3 separate regions of the Mus musculus genome follow, and all the other regions are linked to region 1. A link is a contact called in public HiChIP or PLAC-seq and promoter capture Hi-C data. All regions are on one chromosome and are shown on one strand. The core of a region is the stretch at or near the end of the contact, and the rest is flanking DNA. Distances in the headings are between cores, read along the strand shown. Region 1 holds the start of Dmtn (dematin actin binding protein). Region 2 holds the start of Lpar6 (lysophosphatidic acid receptor 6). Region 3 holds the start of Med4 (mediator complex subunit 4).

The links. Promoter capture Hi-C pulls out the DNA fragments that hold promoters and counts their contacts. HiChIP or PLAC-seq counts read pairs in DNA pulled down with a chosen protein or histone mark.
Region 2: a contact with region 1 is called in a promoter capture Hi-C map of embryonic stem cells, with 5 times the contacts expected there. The contact joins the promoter of Lpar6 here to the promoter of Dmtn in region 1. A contact is called at or near these places in 1 of 39 promoter capture datasets (embryonic stem cells) and 6 of 115 datasets of contacts at active chromatin or transcription factors (astrocytes, embryonic forebrain, embryonic stem cells and 3 more).
Region 3: an H3K4me3 HiChIP or PLAC-seq map of embryonic forebrain shows a contact between it and region 1, with 8 times the contacts expected there. The contact joins the promoter of Med4 here to the promoter of Dmtn in region 1. A contact is called at or near these places in 1 of 39 promoter capture datasets (liver) and 1 of 115 datasets of contacts at active chromatin or transcription factors (embryonic forebrain).

Annotation. Positions count from the first base shown.
Region 1 is chr14:70,624,863-70,628,907 of GRCm38.p6, forward strand. Dmtn (dematin actin binding protein) reads right to left here and starts at 2,203. Exons shown (of 16, transcript NM_001252662.1): 1 at 1,877-2,203.
Region 2 is chr14:73,235,753-73,239,747 of GRCm38.p6, forward strand. It overlaps Lpar6 (lysophosphatidic acid receptor 6), which reads left to right and starts at 2,139. Exons shown (of 1, transcript NM_175116.4): 1 at 2,139-3,995. The coding sequence starts at 2,849. The coding sequence ends at 3,883. All of the region lies in intron 17 of Rb1 (RB transcriptional corepressor 1), which reads right to left. RefSeq lists an enhancer at 1-574.
Region 3 is chr14:73,508,762-73,512,550 of GRCm38.p6, forward strand. Med4 (mediator complex subunit 4) reads left to right here and starts at 1,288. Exons shown (of 7, transcript NM_026119.3): 1 at 1,288-1,424; 2 at 2,394-2,460. The coding sequence starts at 1,300.

The DNA of each region.
Region 1 (4,045 bases), core at 953-3,452:
GTCAATAGGGCGGGAACTGGGCGCGCACTACAGTGAATGTGTGTATTGTAGGGTGGGGTGAGACACGGGACAGCAGGGTTTGGGCCTGCTTAGGCCAGTGGCTCATCAAAAGCCTTACTTAAGTCAAGTTTATCCCTGGCCTTTTCTCAGGCCACCAAGGCCCTGTTACTTTCTCTTCTCTTGTTTTCTCTCTCTCTCTCTCTTTCTCTCTCTCTCTCTCTCTCTCGCTCATGCAAATGCTTTCTGATCCTTTTCCTATTGCTTTGGACTATGCATTCCTCATACCAACTCTGAATGACACCTGTCCCATTGAACAAGATCAGGCAGCTTCAGGAGTAGATAACGGAGTCCGTCTGTTCCAGGACCTGCCTACCCACTCTCAGTGACAAGAGTGCTCCTTTCCCTTTGACCCCCCCTCCTGCCTCCCTCCCCTGCAAACATGCCTGAGCTCATTAGAGTTTTCTTAGGTTCCCCTCTTGACCGAGTTAGTGGCCATTTCTGTGCTCTTTCCTCAGAAGAGGTAAGTTTCTCTTTTCTAGCTAGGTCCCTCCACTGCTCAGGCTTGCTTTGTCCAAACACGTTCCTTATAGATCTGAGTCCTGAGGTATATATAGCTGGATCGGCAGATCTGGGGAGGAGAGGAAACTCCCACCCTAAATCCAGATTCTAGAATTCAGGAGAGGTCCCCATTCCACTCTCCCCACACGTGAGCTCTGAAAGAATTCTGCAGACATTGCCCACCAGTGGGTAGACAGATGCTCTCCTAGCCTCAGAAAGACCAACTAGCTGTATGGAGACAAGACTCCCAGGAGCATACATGCAGAAGACAGAAGAGCTCTGCCCAACACATGGCTGCTGACAGAACTGCACATGGGTGCACACAGGGACTCTGCCGCCCTCCTTGCCAGAGCACTCGCCCACTCTCCCTGCCAGACCCCCACACAATGACACATGGTGCTAAGGACACCTACTTGCACCCACCCACTGATCCTCCCCTTGGCACCCGTCATCTGTGCTCACAGCTCCCTGGCATGGCCTGCTGAACCCATCCCTGTTCTGAGCACGTGAACCCCAATACTCCCAGTGCCCTCACCTGACCCATCCCCACATCCCTCCACTCCCACTGCACCGTTGCCTTGCTTGTCTTAGACCTACAGCCTGGCAACCAGTCTTCTGGGAGGAGACGCACAGGTGTGCCTGCCCAGCAAAGGAGTATGGCGTGTCTGGTGCCGAGAAAGGAATCCCTTAGGACCCCCGGGGCTCTCCAGGTTTATTCAGCACCCAGTCTCTCTCAGTACACTAGCTGCTCGCAGGCAGAGAGCCAGGCTAAGCTCTGCAGTCACACCCTGCTACACAGCCTCATTCTTCGACGAATCCCTACCCTAACCAGGCTAACCTCAGCTAGGAGGGGCTCCAGAGTGGGCTGGAAACCAGCGGCTTTGGCCCCCTCAATGGACCCCTGCCACTCCAGAGGGCACCTGGCCTGGCGGGAGGGAGGCTGCCAAAGATGTCTTGCATCATTCAGCAAAAAGCTAACAGCTCCCTCCACAGACTGTGCCCCATGCTCCCACCCCTTGAAATTCTGGCCACAGAAGCTTGGGGGGGGGGGTGTCCATGAAAGGGAATGCTGGGGCCCATATGGACTCTTTGCACGGCAACAGCCTAGATCCTTCCTCCCAAATAAAAAGGGAGTTTGATCGGGTCAAACCCAGCTGAGCACCTTGTCTGGCCACCTAGGCCTATTCTCCCACTGACCATTTTCCAAAGCTGACCCTGTCCTAGCATCTCTGATATCACCCAAAACCATGGCCAGATCCAGAGGTACAGCCCAAAATACCTACGTAAAGAAAGAGAGGCAAAAGACCCTGTCACCTACCTCCTCCCAGACAGTGGGGCCCAGGCTCTCTGAAGCCCCAGGAAGCAAAAGGCTAGGCCCTGGTCGACTGGGTGGCCGCGTTTTCTCAGGAATCTAGGTAAGAGGCAGCTTCTCCAGGAACCCAGCCGCGCTTTACGAAGCACAAATAACAGGAAGAAAGCCGGCTTAGGGTGGGTGGGTGGGGTGGGAGCTGGCGAAGGAGGGGAGCTGGTCTCAGCTCAGCGGTCTGATCTCCCTCCTGAACCCCCACCCGCTTCACCAGTCCCCTGCTGCTCTGCAAGCCACCGGCTTGGGTTCCCGGAGCTGGGGAGTCCGAGTCTGGTGTCTGGTGGGCGGGCAGGACGAGGAGCGGTCTCTGGGCGGGCGGGCCCCGGGCCCCTCCCCACCAACAACTGATAGTGGCGGGCCCCAGGGTGTGTGAGTGTGTGCGTTTGGGCGTGTTGCTGGTCCAGTTCATCTCAGCTGCTGCTGCTGCAGCTGATCCATTTCAAACAAGGGGCTCATTCGCTGGCATCATGACGAAGCAGAATCGGCTGCGCTGCGTTTTCCCCCTTTCCCATATCCCGGCTCTGCAATATCCACACTCAGAGCCTCTCCAGCAGAGTTCAAGTTAGCGGCTGTTACTGATAACTGAGGGGAGCTATGCCCACCCGGCTCTCCAAGAACCTGCAATTCAAACCCCATTCATAATGCTCCACCATCTTCCAGAAGCAGATGAGAGGCTCTGTGGGGGATCCCCCCACCTCTGGGACAGGGAACAGCAGGGGCACCCGAATTGGCCATCCAAACATTAACCCTCTCTGAGGAGGACAGATAGAAGGATGGAAGGAACCAGGTCATAAATACATCAGATTCAGATTGGATTTTCTGTAAACTTGATCCCCTGGGGATCGTAGTAGGGGCCAGGGAGAGAATGAAGGACCGATTTTTCCCAGGAAAGCTGTTTTTGCAAAAGGAAGCTTTCTATCAGATGGCATCCATATTCCAAAGAGACATGCCTTCTCTCTGTGGCAAAACTTCAACCATTCCAGGCCTCCAATGTTGGCTTTGGGGTGCATCTAGAAAGCCTAGCCCTCTAACCCCTATTAGCACTAACTGGCCTCTTCCCCACCTCCATGTCGGCTGCAGACTTGCCTACCTAGGCAGCCTTGCCGTTGCCCTGGTAACCACTGCCCACAGCCGGTCAGCTGATGATAGCAGCAGCTATTGGGGCAAAGCTAGGATCTGGAGAGGGGGCTCTGGGGTTTCTGAATGGAAAAAAAAATCTCAGGGGGAGGGGCTTGAAGGAGACAGGTAAGACTATGGCCTCAGCATCCGACCGACCGACCGACCGACCGACCGTCTTCAAAGAAAAGAGGACTGGAGGAGACAGGAAGGGAGGGGTGTATCTGGAGTAGCAGAGGACAGGGACGACTGTAACCTGAAGGTGGCTTGGGCAGAAGGAGAAATGACAGAAGGCAGGTAGCTGAGTGGCCGTGAAAGGGGGAAGGAGGACCGGGAATCCAGGCTTAGCTGCTGGGATGCAGCCACTGTGGGCCCTGTGGAAGGGGCAGACAAACAGAAACAAAACCAAACAAACAAAACCCCACCTGGGCTAGGGGAGGGACATCCAGTCCCAAGGAGATCTGCGTGGGGTATACCTTTAATGTGTAGGAAGGGGACACAGCCTTGGAGGAGGAGCTACCAGTCCTTCTCCATAGCTAGCCCTGTCCTCAGCCTAGCCTCTCACTGTCCCTTCAACCCCACCCTTGCCGGCCAGCCTGCCCGCCCCAGTCTGGGTCTGAAAGAGTGGTGGGGAGGGAGGCCTACTCCTAAGCATTCCCCATCCCTCTGGAAGACCAAGGACCCAGGGATCTGACACTCGGCAGGCCCTTCAGATTCCTGACTCTGCTCCTGCCTAGTTTCCTCATCCCTTGATTAGCAGTCCCTTCCAGACCCCACTCCAGGAGACATGTTTTCCAGTATAAGGGTCTCCAGAGGTATGCTGGGAACGAGATGATGTCAGAAAGGAGAGCTGTAGACAGGAGTGTAGAATGAGGTGGGTTAAGAGCCCTGGGTAGGAGTCAAAGATCCAGGAGGGGCGTCCCTGCCTGACGGAAGAAATCAGCCTATGAGGCAGGGGAAGAGAGAGTCCAGGGAAAGGGCCAGGAGGAGGGGAGCATGAAGGAG
Region 2 (3,995 bases), core at 889-3,388, 2.6 Mb after region 1:
ATTACATTTAAACTGAATAATGTTTAGAATGGATTTGTTTAGAATGGTGTTAGAGTTTCACTTAATCACTTGCTGGGATGCTGGAGTCTGAGCACAGGGCCTCCTACATGGAGCTCCAACACTGTTCCAACCTGCAAATCTTAAAGTAAAAACCTTTTGTAAGTTTTTTTCCCCCCTGTGTATGAGTGTTTTGCCTTCTTGTATGTCTGTGCACTGAGTGCACGCAGTGCCTGCAGAGTCAGACGTGGGTACTGGATATCCTGGGACTGGAGTTACAGACAGGACTGAGCTGCCATTGGGTGCTGACAATCAAACCTGGGCCCTTTGAAAGAACAGGAAGTACTCCAAAATGCTAAGACATCTTTCCAGCATGCCCACCTAGGTATAAGGATTAAAGGCATGTACTACCACGCCCAGCAAATTAGTAACCCTTTTAGACAGACTTTCCTCTACAACTCTTTTTCACTAAGGTATAATCTACATATCACAACATCCTAAAAATCAGCTGACAGTATATTTTACTTATTTATTTTAAAGACCTATTTATTTTTATGTGTATAAGTGCTGGCCTGCATATATGCATGTATATCACATTCATGCATGTTTTCACAATGAAAGTAAACATGGACAGTACCAGGACATAAAACGATTATAATTTGTAAAAATGACAATAAGGGGGCTGGCAAGATAGCTCAGAGGTTAAGCACATTGGCTGTTTTTCCTAAGGTCCTGAGTTCAGTTCCCAGCAACCACATGGTGCTCATAACCATCTATAGTGAGATCTGGTGCCCTCTTCTGAACTGTAGGTGTACATGCAAGCAAAACACTGTATACATAATAAATCGTTTTTTAAAATGACAATAAGGAAACTTAAAAGTGGATCACTCAAATTTTATATTTTTCCTAAAATAACTATTAACAGAAAAGTTTCTTCATGGAGAAGAAAATGTTATTAAGTGTCCCTTTTTTCATTACTGCACTCAAAGTTCCCATCTTCCAATAGGAACACATTTGCATCTGTTTTCCACACCAAAACCAAAGCAAAGAAGTTCAGACCCTCAATCTTTACCGCCTATAAGACTGTATTATTTGATCATAGATGACTTCCTAATCAAAACAATAAAAAGATTATAATTCACCATCAAAAGTAATCAAATTTAAAAGGTATAGAACACATGATACATGCTCTTAAGTATACATCTTAATATGTAAACTAAGGTGTCTATAGAGAAACTTGCTCTGAAATGCCTTCACTGACCCCAAATGAAGGGTTTCAGCTTCAAATTTAGAGATGAAAGTAGATCTGGAATATACCCCAACACACAGCCAACATGTAAAAGAAACTGAAGGGAGAGACGGAGGAAAGGAGAATAAAATCATGGAAACTACATTTAGACAAACAGTAGAACTGAGATTCTCTGCTGTAAGTTATTTCAATTAACTCAGAAGGGGGGAGCCCGTTTTACAAAGCACACTTTCCCACTATGCTTATATTAAGTTGTGGGCAAAAGACTGACACTGTACTAAAAGTAAAAGTTTTGGAGTACTATTCTCACTACTGAGTTATAATCCTCCGGGGGGGGGGCATACTTAATGTAGTCTTTGGTGTATTAAAATTGAACTAGCTCTAGAAAATTAGTTTCAAAGAAAAATGTTAGAACATTATTTATCAAAAACTAAAGAGATCCAGGATTAAAGCTACTCACAATCATGCCAATTAAGTTAAATGCTGGAGAGCAATTAAAAAACACCAGATACTAAGAGAAGCAGGACTGCCTGCCTCAGTCAAAGGCTTTATATAAACTCTTAAGGTTCTGCCTTCAGGCACAAACAGTTCTTTAATGTGCCACTCATATCGCCTACATTTCAATTTATAAACATATATACACCCATCTGCATTTTATTTCTTTAAAGAAGGCAATATCCCAACTACAAGAGCAATAGAAGAGAAAGAATCTACCTTATGTTTCTTTCTTTCTCTTACTTATTACTAACTAAAGCAAATCAAACCACTTTGGAGAAGTTGTCAGAATCCCCGGAAAGCATTTTGGCATAAAAAGAGTTAACACCCAACTCAGCTGGGCAGCCAGTGACCATTTGCAAGCCTCCTAGGTACATTCCCAGCAGACACATTATCAGATTAAAGGAACTGCAAACAACTGGGTTGAAGCCTTCCTTTGTCCAAACCCAGCCTCTTCTTCCTGTGATGTCATATTACAAATCTGGGAAGGCTTTCTTGCTCACTTCAGAGACAGCCCATCTCACAATACAGCTGGCAACCTCCGAAAGGCCTCTCCATTCAGCAAGCGCGAACATGCTTAGGAATTTATCTGGGATCCCTTAAACGACTGCCTATCGCCGTCCGGAATCAATGTAGAAATACAAAGTTTGAGAATAAAAAGAAGGAAGAAGTACCCGAGGACGACGGGCGGACGGACGCACGGCGAGTGTTTGTGACTGAAGTAAAGCTGGTTTGGACCCTGGCGGCTGAAGCACAAGTTTCCACGCGGACTGGTCTGGTCCGACTTGGAACAGTTTTTCCTTACACTTTCAGCTTTATGGGTTGGCTTCCTTGACTGCATTTTCTGTCAGTTAACTAAACTCCAGACTCATGGATTTTCTCGACCAGAAAATCAGACTATTTTCCTGAATAATCTACTAGAAACTTTTACGGAACACATTTCATGTTTCCTTTGAAGAGTTAAGAGAAGAAAGTATTTGTAAGAACAGGAAAAGAAACAAATACTTTGCAAATAAACTGGCTGCTGCTGTGACCACATCTGAATAGCAAAGGCGATCGATCAAGCGCTGCGGACAAAAGGCCTCCTGTAAGCTGCACTGCCTGACAATGGTAAGCTCCAATGGCTCCCAGTGCCCTTATGACGACTCCTTTAAGTACACTCTGTACGGGTGCATGTTCAGCATGGTCTTCGTGCTTGGGCTGATATCCAACTGTGTTGCGATATACATTTTCATCTGTGCCCTCAAAGTGAGAAATGAAACTACAACGTACATGATTAACCTGGCAATGTCAGATTTACTTTTCGTCTTTACTTTGCCATTTCGGATTTTTTACTTTGCAACACGGAATTGGCCATTTGGAGATCTACTCTGTAAGATTTCAGTAATGCTGTTTTACACCAATATGTATGGAAGCATTCTGTTCTTAACCTGTATCAGTGTAGATCGATTTCTGGCAATTGTCTACCCATTTAAGTCAAAGACTTTAAGAACGAAACGAAATGCAAAGATCGTTTGCATTGCTGTGTGGTTCACAGTGATGGGAGGAAGTGCGCCTGCAGTTTTCTTTCAGTCGACCCACTCTCAGGGGAACAATACCTCAGAAGCCTGCTTTGAGAACTTTCCAGCGGCCACATGGAAAACTTATCTCTCCAGGATTGTGATTTTCATTGAAATAGTGGGCTTTTTTATCCCTCTCATTTTGAACGTAACTTGTTCTAGTATGGTGCTAAGAACTTTAAATAAACCTGTTACATTAAGTAGAAGCAAAATGAACAAAACTAAGGTTTTAAAAATGATTTTTGTCCACTTGGTCATCTTCTGTTTCTGTTTTGTGCCCTACAACATCAACCTCATTTTGTACTCGCTCATGAGGACACAGACCTTTGTTAACTGCTCTGTGGTGGCGGCAGTGAGGACCATGTACCCGATCACTCTCTGCATCGCTGTTTCCAACTGCTGCTTTGACCCTATTGTTTACTACTTCACCTCAGACACAATTCAGAACTCAATAAAAATGAAAAACTGGTCGGTTAGAAGAAGTGACTCCAGGTTCTCTGAAGTTCAGGGCACTGAGAATTTTATCCAACACAACCTACAGACCTTAAAAAATAAGATATTTGATAATGAATCTGCAATATAAGCTGCCTGACTAAGCCACTGGGACTGCTCCGTGTTCAACTGTGAAAACTGTGTTCTTGGGAACTATCTCTCCGGCTCCAACAGAAAATATTTTTAAAGGAAGTTTGTGTCTG
Region 3 (3,789 bases), core at 38-2,537, 2.9 Mb after region 1:
TGAGTTCCGAAAACCAAGAAGGTAACCCAGCTAAATGCCATCTGATAGGGGGTACGGTTAGCACATACAGGAAGTATTATTCAGACTTCAAGGGAGGGGTATTCTGGCACCTATTCCAATGTACATGAACCATGATAGCATTATGCTAAATGAATCAGCCTGCTATAGGGGCTCAGCATTCAGTAGGCTGTAATGAGAAAGTGAGTTCCTTCTTAGTTTAGGACTAGTTTACACAACAAGATTCGGTCTGAAAAGAAGGAAAGAAAGAAAGAAAGAAAGAAAGAAAGAAAGAAAGAAAGCAAGCCAACCAAACAAAGCCCAAATCCCCCAAAACCAAAAAATAATAACAAGCAAACCCCCAAGCCCCAAACTAGAACATGTGATTCTACTCATTCAAAATGCATAGAATAGCCAGACAAACAGAAAGTACAGTGTGGTTTTCAGGAACGGGAAGTCAGACCTTCATGAGCACACCTTTTTTACATTTTACAAGTTGAAGAGTTTTGGGGATGTTATTTAGCCGCAATTTTTTGTTTGTTTGTTTTGTTTTGAGACGAGGTTTCTCTGTGTAACCCTGGCTGTCCTGGAAGTCACTCTGTGACCAGGCTAGTCTCTAACTCAGGAGATCTGCCTGCCTCTGCTTCCTTGAGTGTTGGGATTAAAGGCATGCCTCACAACTGCCTTGCTTAACAGCAATTTAGTGGCAGTGAACCCTACACATACAATGGTTAAGATACTGAATTTTAGTAGCGGGGCATGGTGGTACACCCCTTTAACCCCAGGACTCGAGATGCAGGCAGATCTCTTGAGTTCGAGACCAGCCTGGTCTATAGGCCAATTATATGTATTTTGCTACCAAACAACGGAATGGGGAGGGAAGAAAAGATTTTACTTCCTGCTCTAAGTTTACTACAACTTCACGAGAGACCAAACTTGATGGCTGGGATTTTATCGGAATACAGACAAAATAGAAGTTAATAATTATGTAATTTCCCCAGTTTAAAAAAAAAATCTTTTGTTAGAAGCCTTCCACTGATGCTGAGGAAATAAAACCCAGGAGACTGGGAACTGCATCTCTCATCCTGGGTCCGGTTGGAGCATGTCAGATTGGAACGAGTCACAAGCCCTCCTTTGCCCTGTAGATGGCGCTAGAACTGTAGTGCACCTCCAGGCACATAGGCGGCGCTCTAGCCGGACCTCTCCGTCCCGACCTCTATTACTCTTCTTTCCTTCTTCCGGTTCCGCCCCTCCTGTGGCTAGCTCACACTGCGCATGCGACGGCTGGTGGTCAGCGGGGCGATGGCGGCTTCTTCAAGTGGTGAGAAGGAAAAGGAGCGGATGGGAGGCGTTTCGGGAATGGCCGGCCTTGGCAGTACGCGAGAGCGGCTTCTGTCTGCGCTGGAAGATCTGGAGGTCTTGTCGAGGTAACCGCGGCCCGGGAGCCTGCTCCGGCCGGCTCGGCTGTGGGCGCTGACTTGGGTAGGCGGGCTTGGGAGGCTCCGTTGGACGTGGGGTCTAGGGCCTTCGGGGGCTTTGGGCCGCATTTCCCCGCCAAGGGGACATCTCAGTCACATGACCTGGAAACCAAGGCAGTCAAAACTTTAGTAGCCGGTAAGAGGGGCAGATCCGAGCCCCCTCAGTCATTGACACGCAACAGACATTTAAAAGCACGCTTCCCCCCAGTAGTCAAGGGGAGGCTAGATGCCAACACGAAGGAGCCCAGGGTGACAGGAGAGACAAATGTGTTAAAACGCTATGGACCAGATTTCTAAGGGTTGAGCCGCAGCCTCCTGCAGTCCACCGATGGGATTCCTATTCTGGTGGTAGCAGGGCACACGTCCCCAAGAAATGGGCTGCTAGTCAAATCAGATTTGTTAGGCGTCTGATAGATAGCCCATCATCTGAAAAAGCCTGGAAACATCAGGCAGGGCACAGTGGGGTTGGCTGGTGTGTGGCCGAGATAGAGTAAATTGGATGTCACACTCCACATCGTCGTGATAGTCTTAAATCTATCAGTTGAAGTCTTATCAAGGGAAGGCAGCCATGGCCACCGTCTTACAAGAAAACATAATTTACACAAATGGCAGCACTATTGGCCTACAGACCTACATAGTTGAGTCAGGAGGTTTTCTTGTAAATCACAGCTGAGTCTTTATCACGTGCAGTTAGCCAGCGAATGCTGAAGTGTTTGTAGTCACCATGAGAGTCCAGCATGTTAGGAGGACCATAAACCCAACAATCGGTTGGGGCAGGGAGCAATTTAAACAGTTTCTTTTGTGTTTCTACTGTGTTATGAAAAGGTTTCACTAGATATCTGAGGCTGGTCTGAGTCCTCCCAAACACTGAGTTTACAGGCAAGTATCACCATACCGTGATGGGTGTTTTTCTTTTAGGGAACTCATAGAAATGCTTGCAATTTCAAGAAATCAGAAGCTATTACAGCTGGAAGAGGAAAACCAGGTAAACTTTTTGTTGTTGTTTGTTTGTTTTTTATTAAAAAGTTATTAATGCCGGGCAGTGGTGGCTCGCACCTTCAATCCCACCACTTGTGGGGGAGTGGCAGGTGGATCTCTGACTTCCAGGTCTACAGAGGGAGTTCTAGGGCAGCCAGCACAGATAAACCCTTTCTTGAAAAAAAAATAAGAGAGATAAGTTAATGTTTGAAAGTTCATATTTATTTTGTGTGAGAGTAGGGATGCTTCTTGAAGTCTTTTAAGTTGATACTTAAAAAAAAAAAAAAAAAAGCATTATTTTATTTTTGGGTTTTTCTGAGATTGTCTCACTGCCTGTTCTGTAATTCCGTAGACCAGGCTGGTCTCAAACCCACAGCCCTTGGCCTGCCTCTGCCTCCGAGTTCTGGGATTAATAAAGGTCCGTGTCAGTGTGCCCGGCACATTGATACTTTTCTTTATAGCACTTATGTAACACAGTGCCTATGAAAGTTCCCAGCCATACATAGTGGCTCACACCTTAAATCCCAGCACCGGAGTGTCCCAGGGAGACACATCGCTGTGAGTTGACGTTCTTCCTGGTCTGGATACAAATTTTATTCCTTACTTTTGAGTTAATCAACACAACCTTACAAAATGGAGACAAAGATAGAATGCTGGGAGGAAGTTGTTATTATAAACACCTGTATGTTGCTGCTTTATCCCCGTGAAACTTGAATGGAAATCAAAGATCCTCTCACTCTTACACGCTATGTATACTGTTCATCCATTCTCTTTCCTTTCCTTCCCTGTGCTTTCTTCCTTTCTCTTTTTGGAGTGTGTGTGTGTGTGTGTGTGTGTGTGGAGGGGTAGTGTTCAAGACAAGGTTTCTCTTTGTATGTAGCCTTGGATACTCTAAAACATACTCTGGTCACCACAGGGTCATAAGAGTGGGTGAGCTGCCCTGCTTCCTGATGGCTACAGCGCTTAGGAGAATTGACGCCGCACCTCACCAGGACGGCACAGTAGAGCTGTCCCTGGGTGGGGGAGCATAGGTGACCCAGCCCCGAGCTGGCCCAGCCATTCATCTACTGTGAGGTTTCCTGGGTGTGGGGGGGAATGCCCCTTACCACCTACAGTAGTTGAGAGAGCTGGCCCTGCCCCTTGCTGCCTGCAGCACTTTGGAGAGTGGGCCCTGCCACTTGTCTGTTATGAGGTGGTGTGGGTGCAGGGGTGATGCCCTCCCCCTCTTCCCCTGTCATCTGTGGTAGTCTGGAGAGTCGGCCCCAAGGCATGAATATAGGAGACTTAGCCTTGCCCACTCCCTAGCTGTAGCACTCAGGAGGGTGGGTCTGCACCA